2 separate regions of the Triticum aestivum genome follow, and region 2 is linked to region 1. The links are chromatin contacts, called in public Hi-C maps. All regions are on one chromosome and are shown on one strand. Each heading gives the region's core, a stretch centred on a gene start, on an enhancer-like site or on the middle of the called end of the contact. The rest is flanking DNA. Distances are from core to core; before and after follow the strand shown. Region 1 has its middle 90 kb from the start of LOC100037569. Region 2 holds the start of LOC123187926 (zinc finger CCCH domain-containing protein 62).

Region 1 (5,627 bases), core at 2,226-4,725:
CGTGTCGCGCAAGCGTGAGGGATCCCTGCTGTATGGTGTCGCAATATGTTCATGATTCGCTTATGGTGAGTGGCTTTTTTTGTTTTTTTTAGAAAAGGAGGATGACCCCTGGCCTCTGCATCTGGTCGATGCATACGGCCAATATGGTGAGTGGCGTGAGTGATAGAAGCATAAGCCCGAGTAAGTGGGTTGTTGCATATGGGAGTAAAGAAGACTTGATACTTTAATGTCGTGGTTGGGTTTTACCTTAATGATCTTAAGTAGAGAAAGTATGTTAGTCATGCCTCTCCCTCATATAAAATTGCAATAATGATTACCGATCTAGTTATCGATTGCCCAGGGACAAATAACTTTCTTGTGACAAAAAAGCTCTCTACTAAAACTAACTTAATTGTTTCCTTATCTAAACAACACCTAGCTTTTATTTACGTGTTCTTTATTATCTTGTAAACCTATCCCTTTACACCTACAAAGTACTTGTTTCATACTTGTTCTAGGTAAAGCAAACGTAAAGTGTGCGTAGAGTTGTATCAGTGGTCGATAAAACTTGATGGAATATTTGTTCTACCTCTAGCTCCTCGTTGGGTTCGACACTCTTACTTATCGAGAAAGGCTACAATTGATCCCCTATACTTGTGGGTTATCATTAACGTCGATGATGTAAGGCACCTTCCCAGCGACTGTTCCTGGTTGCTTGGCGGCGTAGAAGTACGGAGGCTTGTAATGTTCCGGCCACGGCTTCGTCTGTACTGTGGGCGCGCCCGTCTGAGCACCGCGACCTCCGCCAAGATGTCTGCCGCATCCGCCACGACCACCACGCCCAACGCCACCACCACGCCCACCGACAACCATCTACTTCTTGAGCTTCCCCTCCTTTGTGGCCTTCATTTTTACATGACGATTTTGCCGCATAGCCGAGCTGATCTTCCAGGAGAGCGTGATGCTTGAATACTCCTGCACCTACGCCACCTCCATCTTCGAAAGGTTCTTCGACAATTCCATGCGTCAGTGAACAAAGGAAGGAGAGGGTGGGAGAAAAGGGAAGGAATTGGGTGGAGAGTGGCGGGGATTGAAGAAGAGAGTGGTGAATTTTGGCGCTGAAACAGTCCGGGTTGCTACAAAAGCATGGGCTCCACCTTCCTTTTGGGTGGGCAAGCGGCGTTAGAGTCCGTCCTTTCTCGTGTCCGAATTCCCGCACACACACCCCACATTTAGTTCCAATTTACGAGAAAATTATGGTCTGGACTGCCCTGCGGATCGATACAGGACCGCGTTGGATGGCTTCCGTGGTCCGGACCTATGCGGGCGGTTATCGCGTGCATCAACATGTACACCCAACCTCTTAATCTGCTACTGGTAGACCCATTCGCCTCCATTGCAACAATGGTTCTACTACAATCTACTACACAATGCATGTACTGTGACAGCACAGACATGCTCTTTAGAGCATCTTTAGCAGATCCCGCCAATCGGACTGTCCGCTATAATAACCACTGGTTTGCGGGATCCATCCTGTAAACCCCTGCCCGAATACATACTCTAAATTTGTTTTTTTACTTTATGCTTTACAACGCATAATTCCATGAATCATAAAAACTAAGGGCCTCTTTGATTCGTAGGATTTCCAAAATGCGGGAATAGGAAAAACATAGGATTAGAGTGGAATGTCGTCTTGAATCCTACAGGATTGTACGAGCGTTTCATTGTTCATAAAAAAAATGCAGGATTTTTTCAAAGAGGTTTGAGTGGATGGGATATTTCCTATGAAATCTAGTGCAAATGAATCCTATGAAAAAATTCCTATGGTTTACAATCCTACGAATCAAACAACCAAGATAAAAAAAATTCCTAAGGATTAGAATCCTCCAAAATTTCTTTGAGAATCCTTTGAATCAAAGAAGGCCTAAATTTGTGTGGGATCGCGCGTCCACAAGCCCAATTCCTCTATATGCATATGTATGGAATTTCGTCCGATTTTGAAGAATCCCCTTTTCTTTGGTGGGAAGAAAATTTCAGCCCCAACCGCTTTCCTCGGAGTCGGCGCCATGACTTCCCGAGCTCGATATCGGCCAAATCTCGCCGCCGGTGCCGCATGCGAGCTGCCGCACGCCGCCACCGTCGCCAACGCTGCCTGCCGCACACCGTCCCCCACGAGCTAGTGTTGCCGTTGTTTCCCTCGTGAGCTAGCTAGCTAGCAGCCGCTGCGAGCCAACGAGCTAGGTAGCCGCCGCGCATGCCACGGTCGCTGCACGCGAGCTGCCGTACGTTGTTGCCGTCGCAGTCGAGACGGATTCCAATTATAATTAAACGGTCATTTTTAGAAGGGTTTGTGCAATTTTACTGGAACAATGAAATATTTTATCGGGATCCGATCTGCTAGAACAAAAGTCGTATCATAAAAATGCAAAAAAAACGTTTTGCAGTTTCCTTTGAACCGATTTTTGCAGGACCAGGTATACCGGATCTTTTAGATGCTCTTACAAGTTACTGTACAAACAAAGGAGGAACACAGTTGGCGACCGAGACGACCAGCTACAAGCGAGTAACAGTGGCCACCCGCCAGTGTGCTTTCATTGCAGCTGTACGTTCCCGGTGATTCATCGGACTTTTCACTATTTCGATCCTTTCAGTAAACTTTGCCACAAAATAAACTCGACATGAAAGTATTTTACAATCTAACCTTTTTAGCAACGTCATAGCCCACGATGTTTCTTCCCAACATAACAACGCCGAGGTAGCTAGCGCTTCTGTCCAACAAAGAAGCGCTGAGGTAGCTCGTGTTTTAGACCATGTAAGAAACGCCATAGGCGTTGGCGTTTCTGACCAAAAAACAAACGCCATATGTCTTGGCGTTGCGGCCCTGGTTACCGAGTAGTTTCTTACCTTGGCGTTTCTAAGAAGGCCGAAAACGCCGCTAGTCTTGGCGTTTCTGGCCCGGTGTCTCTGGCAGCTGAGGAGGAAAACCCTGACGAGGCAGCGAGTGGGTTGGGTGCTAACGAAGAAACGCCAAGGCCTATGGCGTTTCTCACCTGGTCCGAAACGCGAGCTACCTCGGCGTTTCTTTGTTGGATAGAAGCGCTAGCTATCTCGGCGTTGCTATGTTGGACAGAAACGCCGCGGGCTATGACGTTTCTAAAAAGGTTAGATCGTGAAATATTTTCATGTCAAGTTCACTTTGTGACAAAGTTTGCTGAAAGAGTCAAAATAGTGATTTCGGCATGATCCATCCATGCAAATGGATCAGCTAGAGCTAGGTAGCCAGGACTTGATTGCGAACCGCCAGCCGCTACTCCTCCTACTTGGCTTGGCTCTGCCGCTACAGCTGCAGAAGCCCGCAGCAAACGCGTCGTCCACCTCCAGTCTTTTTCTACTACCAGTACCTGGGCATCCACGCATGCTCGCAGCCGGCCGTGCATCTCCGGAGATGGACGGCGCGGGTGTCGGGGGTGGTGGTTGGCTGCGTGGAGACTTCAAGGCGTGACCGATGTGGGTGGACAGAGAGACGGAACACGGGTACGGCCGCTGGCGCGCGGCGTGTGCGCGTGCGCCTTGAGCTGCTTTCATTTGCTTTGCTCTGCTGCCCGGATTGAATGCGTGGGCGCGGGTGATTTGGGAGTACCGGAGCCCGGAGTTAATAATGGCGCGGGGCGTATTTAGTGCGGCGTTCACGTCGTCTTTGACGTTTTTTCTCTGGGCAGGGGATTGATTACCGTACCGCCGTGCACAGGACGGGAATTCTACCGGAACCACCGTGCCACGATCGTTGCCCAAACTGATGAACAAGCCAGCAACGAACGCTACACGAGCGGCTCTCCGGAGCCAGGCGAGATTGTGGGTGCTATCAGCACGCAATTGTGCGGGAGGCCCAGCCCAAGACGCGATATATTCTCCTAGCGGCCCGATTACTGAATCCACGGCCTAACCGACTCGGTAAAGCAAGCCGGCACGAAACAACAAGTGTGTTTCTTGTACCGACTACTTTATTATACAATTTTTATATAAATTTCGATAATTTTTTATACACGTTGAACATTTTTCAGATACATGATGTATATTTTTTCAAATAGATGTTTTTCGACTTTTCTATTACATGTTAAACATTTTCTAAATGCACAATGGATTTTTATTAATGGCACGAGACATTTTCATAAAACTGCACGATTATTTTTGCATTGTATATTTTTTATAAATTTCAAGAACATTTGTTGGAAACATGTCAACATTTTCTAATGTCACATACTTTTTTGAATGGCACAAAATAGTTTTTTCAATTGAACGAACATTTTTTACACTGTATAAACAATTTGTAAAAGTCACGCCATTTTTTGGGAACACGTGAACATTTCCTTATGTATATTTTCTTCATGCCATTATTTTTTGTTAAAGGTGGCATGGACATTTTCTTTACCACATATTTTTTTTTCTAAACAGTGCATAAACATTTGAAATATAAATAATTATATTCTAGGATATTATTCTATCTTGCAGGAAAAAATTTCTAACCAATATTAATGGTAGTACAAAGAACACCAGAAGTAACAAAAAAAATACATAAACATCTGTAGACTACGTAGCGACAACTACAAGCACCGGAGCGACCGAAGGCGCACCGCCCTAGTGGCCTCTTCCTTACCAAAGCCGGACAAATCTTGTTGTAGTAAACAATCGGCAAGTCGTTGTGCTAATGCCTCACAGAACCAGCGCCCAAAACAACAACCGCCGCCAATGAAGAGAAGAGTAGATAAAGTATCCAACATGTAAACACATGAATACAGACTAACGAGGACCGGAGCCAAGTAGACCCATTGAAGACAAATACTAACCAAATGTTGTGAGATCCGTCAAAGAAACACCTCCACTCGCCTCCAATGGTGCTAGACGTACCGCTAGGATAGGGGGCTAGGCGTGGAGAACCACATTTCATTTTCAGAGAGTCATCATTGCTTCACCTTCCTAAGCAGGACATAACCCCTAAACAAACACAAAAATATATTTAAAAAAGGAGCAGGAGCCTCATTTTCACAAGGCCCAACATCCACCAGGCCTCCATGGTCTAAAGCCACAGAAGATGAGGTAGACCTCGGCGCCGGTGGCGACAAGAGGCAAGGAACCGCTAATCTTTCATGAGCTGCGAGAGCACAGGCTGAGGGGTACCTGGTAAGATCTTGTAAAACAAAGTAATTTTAGGATATTTTCACAATATAATTAAAGTATAAATGACTTTTTTGGAAAAACCGAAACGAACGAGCGATTGAAAGCAAGCGAACGAAGCAGCATGCCACACAGCTATGTTTCAACGGCTGGCCCATTTAGGTAGCTTTACAGGCTACATTGCGCTCACGATCGCTCTAACCGATACATAGCCGCGCCCAGAGGAGGGGAGATCCAATGTGCCGCTCTCTACGGCAGTCAGTCGCCCGGACACACAGGGGACTCCACAACTGGGCCGTCCATGAAGTACAGACCGGCTGTGATCGCATACTGTAGCTAAAAAAGCACACTTGCGGGGGATAGAACCCAGGAACCTTGGGGAAAGACACAATGCCGCTCCAGCTATCAAGCTTCACACGTGATAACGCAGCCCAAGGCCTTAAGAGCAAAACCCTGAATTTTGAAATTTTGAGATT
Region 2 (5,742 bases), core at 1,265-3,764, 140 kb before region 1:
AGGATTCCAGCTCAATTCAACCACTGGTTTTCATTGAAGTTGGTCCTGCCAATTGCTCATATCCATTTCAACAACCATTCTGCCTGTATTTCAAAACAAATTATAGCTGCCTACAAAAATATCTACATAATTTGGGAATCCTATTTCTTCAGGTGAGGCTGTGATGTTCAATATCACTAGGAGGCAGACCACATTCTGCGACTAAATTCAGTTGCACTAGATTCCTCCAACCAGCAAGAAATCAGATCGAGTTCCCCCTGGATGTATCCCACCACGAACAACGTTAATTCTCAACAGCCCACAGGGTTCCAGGGTGCAGCATCATCCACGGTGTCCAATATCACTCAAGGAAGACTATGTTTCGCGACTTGATTGAGTTGCACTAGATTTTATAACTTGATTGACTTGATTGAGTTGCACTATTGGCTAAGATCACGGAAATACTCCCCTCCCTCCCCCAGCGTCGCCCCCGCTCGGGCGACTCGGGCGGGATCTAAAACCCTAGCCGCCGGGGGTCCCCATCCGTCCTCCACTCCCTCCGCCGCCGCCGAAGGACGCCGCCGGCTATAGCCCGGGGCTGATGGCGGTGGCGGGGGTCTTCCCTCTTGCCTGCGCCGTGCGGGCGGTGCGGAGCCCCGCGGCGTGGGTGGCACGGCCGATCTGGCCTGGCGGCGCGGCGGGCCTGCCTTCCGGCGGCGGCGTGGCGGCTGCCTCGGCCAAGGGCGGCGATGGTGGGGTGCGGCAGCCAGCCCTGTCTCGGGCTGCGTGGCGGCGTTCGGCGGCGGCGGCTGGGTCTGCGGCGACACACCATCTGACCTCGGATCGACTGTGGCGGCATGGAGGGCCTGGTGGTTGGGTCGGCACCATGCGGGTTGTGCCCTCCGGACAGATCTGATCTGGCCGGTGCGGCCTGCGCCATGTGCGGCGGCTCAGATCGGCGGCGACCCGTGCGCACAATACGTGATGGAGGTTCTTCGAGCAGATCCGGGTGAAAACCTTGTGCTTGGCTTGATGCCAAGACCGGCGTTGGTGGCACCCTGTGGTGTCATTACCTTCTTGAAGGCATCGCCATGGAGAAGCTCTAGACCTCTATCCGCTACCTTCGAGGGAAACTCTAGATCAGTAGATCGGATGACGGCGGCGCGTTGGTGTCGTTTCCTCCTTGGGGGCGTCATTCTTGGAGGCGTACACGGGATCGATGGATCAACGGGTGCCTTTTTTGGTGGAGCGGTAATTCATCCTTCACATTGATGACGGCGGATCTCGGCGGCGTGGTGCAGTGGAGACTCGGCGCCCAATGCGCGGTGATGGACTCGCGCAGGTGGAGGTAGTTGTCTGGCGTCAAGGTGGCGTCGATGACGGAGTGGCCTGACAAGGTAGAAGCCTCAATATCTGCTCTGAAGACGGACCTGTGGAAGATGGCAGCGACGACACATGTGAGTGCGTCAGACCAGTTTATGCCCAAGACCCGGTATGTGGCTCGGCTGGGGCTTCTAGCTTTTGATGATAGGCTTAGGTGAGTAGACCGGGTATGTGGCCCAGGTAGCACCCCTTCATCATATGGATAGGAGTAGTGGCATATGTTGCCAAGATGGCGGATTCAAGCATATTGTTGTAATACTTTGTAAGGTCCTCGAAAATAATCAATAAAGTGGCCGGGGGTCATCCTCCTTTTCTAAAAAAAAAACTAGATTTTACTAACCCACAGGTGCTCACAGATTGAGTCTCCTCTGGATGCAATCCATACCACGAAGCTACTTCCCCGACAGGGTTCTAAGCTTACAGTACGCAGAACTATCTAGTACAAGTTTATTAGATCAACAGTGCCAAGCACATGCCACGTTTTCCAAGAATCAAACGGCAATCAGCACTATCTACGAGTTCCAATTCCGCTCCAGATTTTCAAAAATATCGCCTGCCTATAGAACGCAATCATCCGAATTACGGCCGAGAGCAAACGAGAAAGGGATAGAGGTGCATACGGCGGAGGAGATCGGCGATTTTGGTGCAGGCAGCCTCGCTCCGATCCGCGCCGGGTCGTTCCGCCCCCGCTTCCCCCTCGTTCCCCGCGCGGCCGCCTTCCTCATCGTCGTCCTCATCGTCTTCGCTGTCGCTGTCGCTGATGTCGACGTAGCTCTCGCCGCTGTCGCTGACGTCGACGCAGCTCTCGCCGCTGTCGCTGATGTCGATGTAGTCTTCGTCGCTGCTGGGCTCCTCCTCCTCCTCCGACGACGACCCGGACTCTTCGGATCCGCCGGCATCGGAATCCGAGGAGATGTCGATGGGCGCGTGGCCCTCTTCCTCATCTGCCGCCACCGCCGCCGCCGCCGCCGCGGCGCGCCCTCTTGTTACCGGCATCGCGGCGTCCTTGCGCGCCACCGGATTGCCTTCCGCCGCGCCGCCGTGCCGCCGCTTTGCCCCTCGGCCTTCGCGTTTTCCCCCTTTTGGTTGCCTCGGAGAAAAATGGAAAGGCGGATTTATATGATTTATATTGCCTTGTCAGACCAGCAACGTCTGCAGCCTCTCCACAAGTAACGTCACTTTATAAGTTCCAGAAATTCAAATTTTGAATGAACGGCCGTTGGGTTGGGACATTTGGATTGACGTGTTGCTCAGAAGAAAGCCTCAACGGCTCAGATCAGAGCTTAGCTTGCCAATGCCATGGTAGCTGTTTTGGTAACTTCTCCATCCGTCCCATAATATGCTTACGTATTGGAGACGTGACTCCTTTGACGTATGGATCACACACTGATGTATGGATCCGGACCCATCCATCAATGACCCAACCTCAGGGGGGCGTACGTCAGCGGATCCCGGCTCCACGTATTGGAGGGAGTAGTAATATTTGGACTAAATTTTAGCAAAACTAGTTGTAGAGATTTTTAGAAAAAGCAGTTTTAAGTTGTTGTTTTGTTCAAGCTAGTCGATCGAATACTTTGTTTGGACTTATAAACTTCAAATATGGCCGTCAATGAGACAAGAGTATTAAATAGATTTTCATCTCTAGTTTTCTCTTCTCTCCGATTTTCTGTCGTCGCTGGTCTCTCTCTCTCCCTTAACGAGCACACATGTATCGCCGACGAGGCCCTCATGGTGCCAACACTCAGATACCTTCCTGCTACTAATGCATCAAATGTGGTCGAGCACGATGCCTTCTCCGTCACACCTCGAGAGTGGAAGAAGCGGACGACGGTGACATGTTATCAAGATGATGACCGTCAAGGGACGATGGCAGTTGAGTCCTTCAAGGGCCAAGGGCGGTGTTGCATGTTGTGGTGGCAAAATCGATGTTGAATGCTTCAAGGGGCAAGGGCGGTGTTGCATGTTGTGGTGGCGAGATCAACGTCGCCAGAAGAACCTCACATATCCGGGACTGGCTTTTGGGATGACAAACCCATGACTAGGGTTGGTTCACAGGAAGCGAGTTTTTGAATATTAGTAGACTATCACAAAACGTAAAAGTATGAGCGTAGGCAAAATCGGTTGTAATGATAGTTAGAATAATTATGGTATCTAAAGAGAATTGAGAGCTTCTCGCAAGTCTCACGTGCCATCTTCCCCAAAAAAAGTCTCACATGCCTTAAGCGTGCGTTTGGTTTGAGCTCAATTTCACCCTACCAAATAAATTAGCCACTCAAATTTTTGGTGATTTGTTTCAGGGAACATTATTGCACTTTATTTTCGATGACGTTCAAAGGGATTGTTACAAATATCAAGTGGCGCAACTAGCCAAATATGGCAACCAACATCTAAAGATAATGAGAATTTAGCTACACTATCCGCCTTATGTTTACTCTTGCGACTTCCATAGACAACACGACAGTACTCGAAATCCCTTGCACGAGCAATGATTTCCCTGACAATGGCACCATGCCTTCCTCCTACATTTCGATATATCCTGCTCAACGGTTGCACAGTCAGAGGCGTTGGGTAAGTGTTTGGCAGCAGATCATCCGCTAGAGCTTGAGCTTCTCAGCGGGCTAGGGCTTCAAATGTCGTGTCGATCGTATGCTCAGGAACTTCTTCATTAGACAGAACCCAAACACATCTCAACATCGAGCGGTCAATCAAAGAATGATGTCGTGAGTCTTGACAACCACATAATGAGCAATTAGGAGTGCTAGACATATTTCGATGGTGAAGAAGATCATAACATGTGATCGGCTGTTGGGCAAGTCTTTGTAAACACACCTTAATGTTTGCATTTCTACATCTCATCTATGAGCTCACATACGATGGTAGCATTTCCATTTGTTCATGTGGTAATTGGCCTCATCGTCCCTTGTCGAGGAAGCCAGTTGTGACACAATATTTCAGTGGAGGCTCCGTCATCTATTCTTTTTATAAGGCCATGGGCTAGAATATCACGTACTTTAATGATTGATCTCCTGATTTATGATGAGTGAGAGCCAAGATTCACATCAAGGATTGAGCTATCTGGATAGTAAACCGTTTTCAATATTCTCGCACTCAAAGAACTAGGTTCTTCCAATAATCTCCATGCTTGCCTTGCTAGACACGCAAGGTTAAACATCTCGAAATCACGAAAACCTAACCCAAGCCACTTTATGTTCACCTCCTTTGCTTCGCCACCAGTATTTCCCTATAAAAGTGTTAATATACTCGCAGAGCCCAAGTGAGAGTTTAAAATAGAACATAAAATAAACCGGGATAGTTTGTACCACCGACTTGATCACCACATATTTTCCCCCAACAAACAATAAATTTCCAAGCTAACCTTGAATCTTGTAGATGTGATGTTCTCAGCTCGAGCTCAAATGAGCTCAGGTGAACAATAAAATCACCCAAAAAAACAAATTCTATTTTTTCTGTGTCAAACATTGACAATTGTTCTAAGTACTTGTAAAATTTCATCATGGAATAACATTTGTGCAAGTCGTGGAAAAAGAACAAAATCAATGCTGCAAAAAAGTTATTTTCAAAAGCATTTTACATTGCTAATTTTTTTTTATTTTATTGCCACGACTTCCACAAATGTCATTCATGATGAAACTTTGCAAGCATTGAAAACATTTGTTAAAATTTATAAAAAATAGTTCTTTTCAAAAATTTCAGACTTTATTGTTTGAGCAGTTTTAACATGCTCCCTCTTACCCCTCTTTTCTCATGAGAGGTAAAAGTATATAATAGATCTGAGCCGTTGATCTCATTAATTAGTGATCTGATTAACTCTTACCTTCTTACCTTAGATGTAAGGCCTTCTTTGGTTTGGAGGAATTTCATAGAAATTTTAGAGGATAGGATTCTTATAGGATTTTTTTTTTCTTTTAGAGCCCTTTGATTCATAGGAATAGATTCCTATTCCTACATAGGATTGGTTCCTATCCTCCACATTTCATAGGAAAATAAAAATGAGCCTAGACTCAATGGAAAAATTTCTTTGGTGTCAACCAAATGACATCTCGTTTCCTATTCCTACTCATAGGATTTGAGATACATGTCATCTCATTTCCTACAAAATTCCTATTCCTACAATAATCCTATCCTATGAATCAAAAAAGGCCTAAAAAGAAAGGGTAAGAGGAAGCATGTTAAAATTTGTCTTACTGTTTATACCGAGCTCACATGAGGTCGAGCTGAGAAGGACACTTTTGGAATCTTGCTCCATATTTCCATGCTTCAAGTACTTGAAGGTCTCACTATTTGACTTGCCCACCTCTAGCAGTTTGAGGGCAACCCTTGCTAAAAAAACACCTATGATTTATCAAGATTCACCCTACG

Evidence for each region. A called contact is a pair of places that touch in the nucleus more often than the background predicts.
Region 2: a Hi-C map of leaf shows a contact between it and region 1, with 2.3 times the contacts expected there. The contact joins the promoter of LOC123187926 here to the enhancer-like site in region 1. A contact is called at or near these places in 3 of 5 Hi-C or Micro-C datasets (leaf and an unstated tissue) and 1 of 1 datasets of contacts at active chromatin or transcription factors (leaf).

Annotation. Positions count from the first base shown.
Region 1 is chr2A:122,946,134-122,951,760 of IWGSC CS RefSeq v2.1, reverse strand. No RefSeq gene overlaps it. Among protein-coding and RNA genes, the nearest start is that of LOC100037569, 90 kb to the right of the region's middle. Within about 2 kb of position 3,475, at least 3 of the 8 cell types and tissues checked have an H3K27ac peak or open chromatin away from gene starts, as enhancers often do.
Region 2 is chr2A:123,083,009-123,088,750 of IWGSC CS RefSeq v2.1, reverse strand. LOC123187926 (zinc finger CCCH domain-containing protein 62) reads right to left here and starts at 2,514. Exons shown (of 8, transcript XM_044599922.1): 1 at 1,983-2,514. The coding sequence starts at 2,358.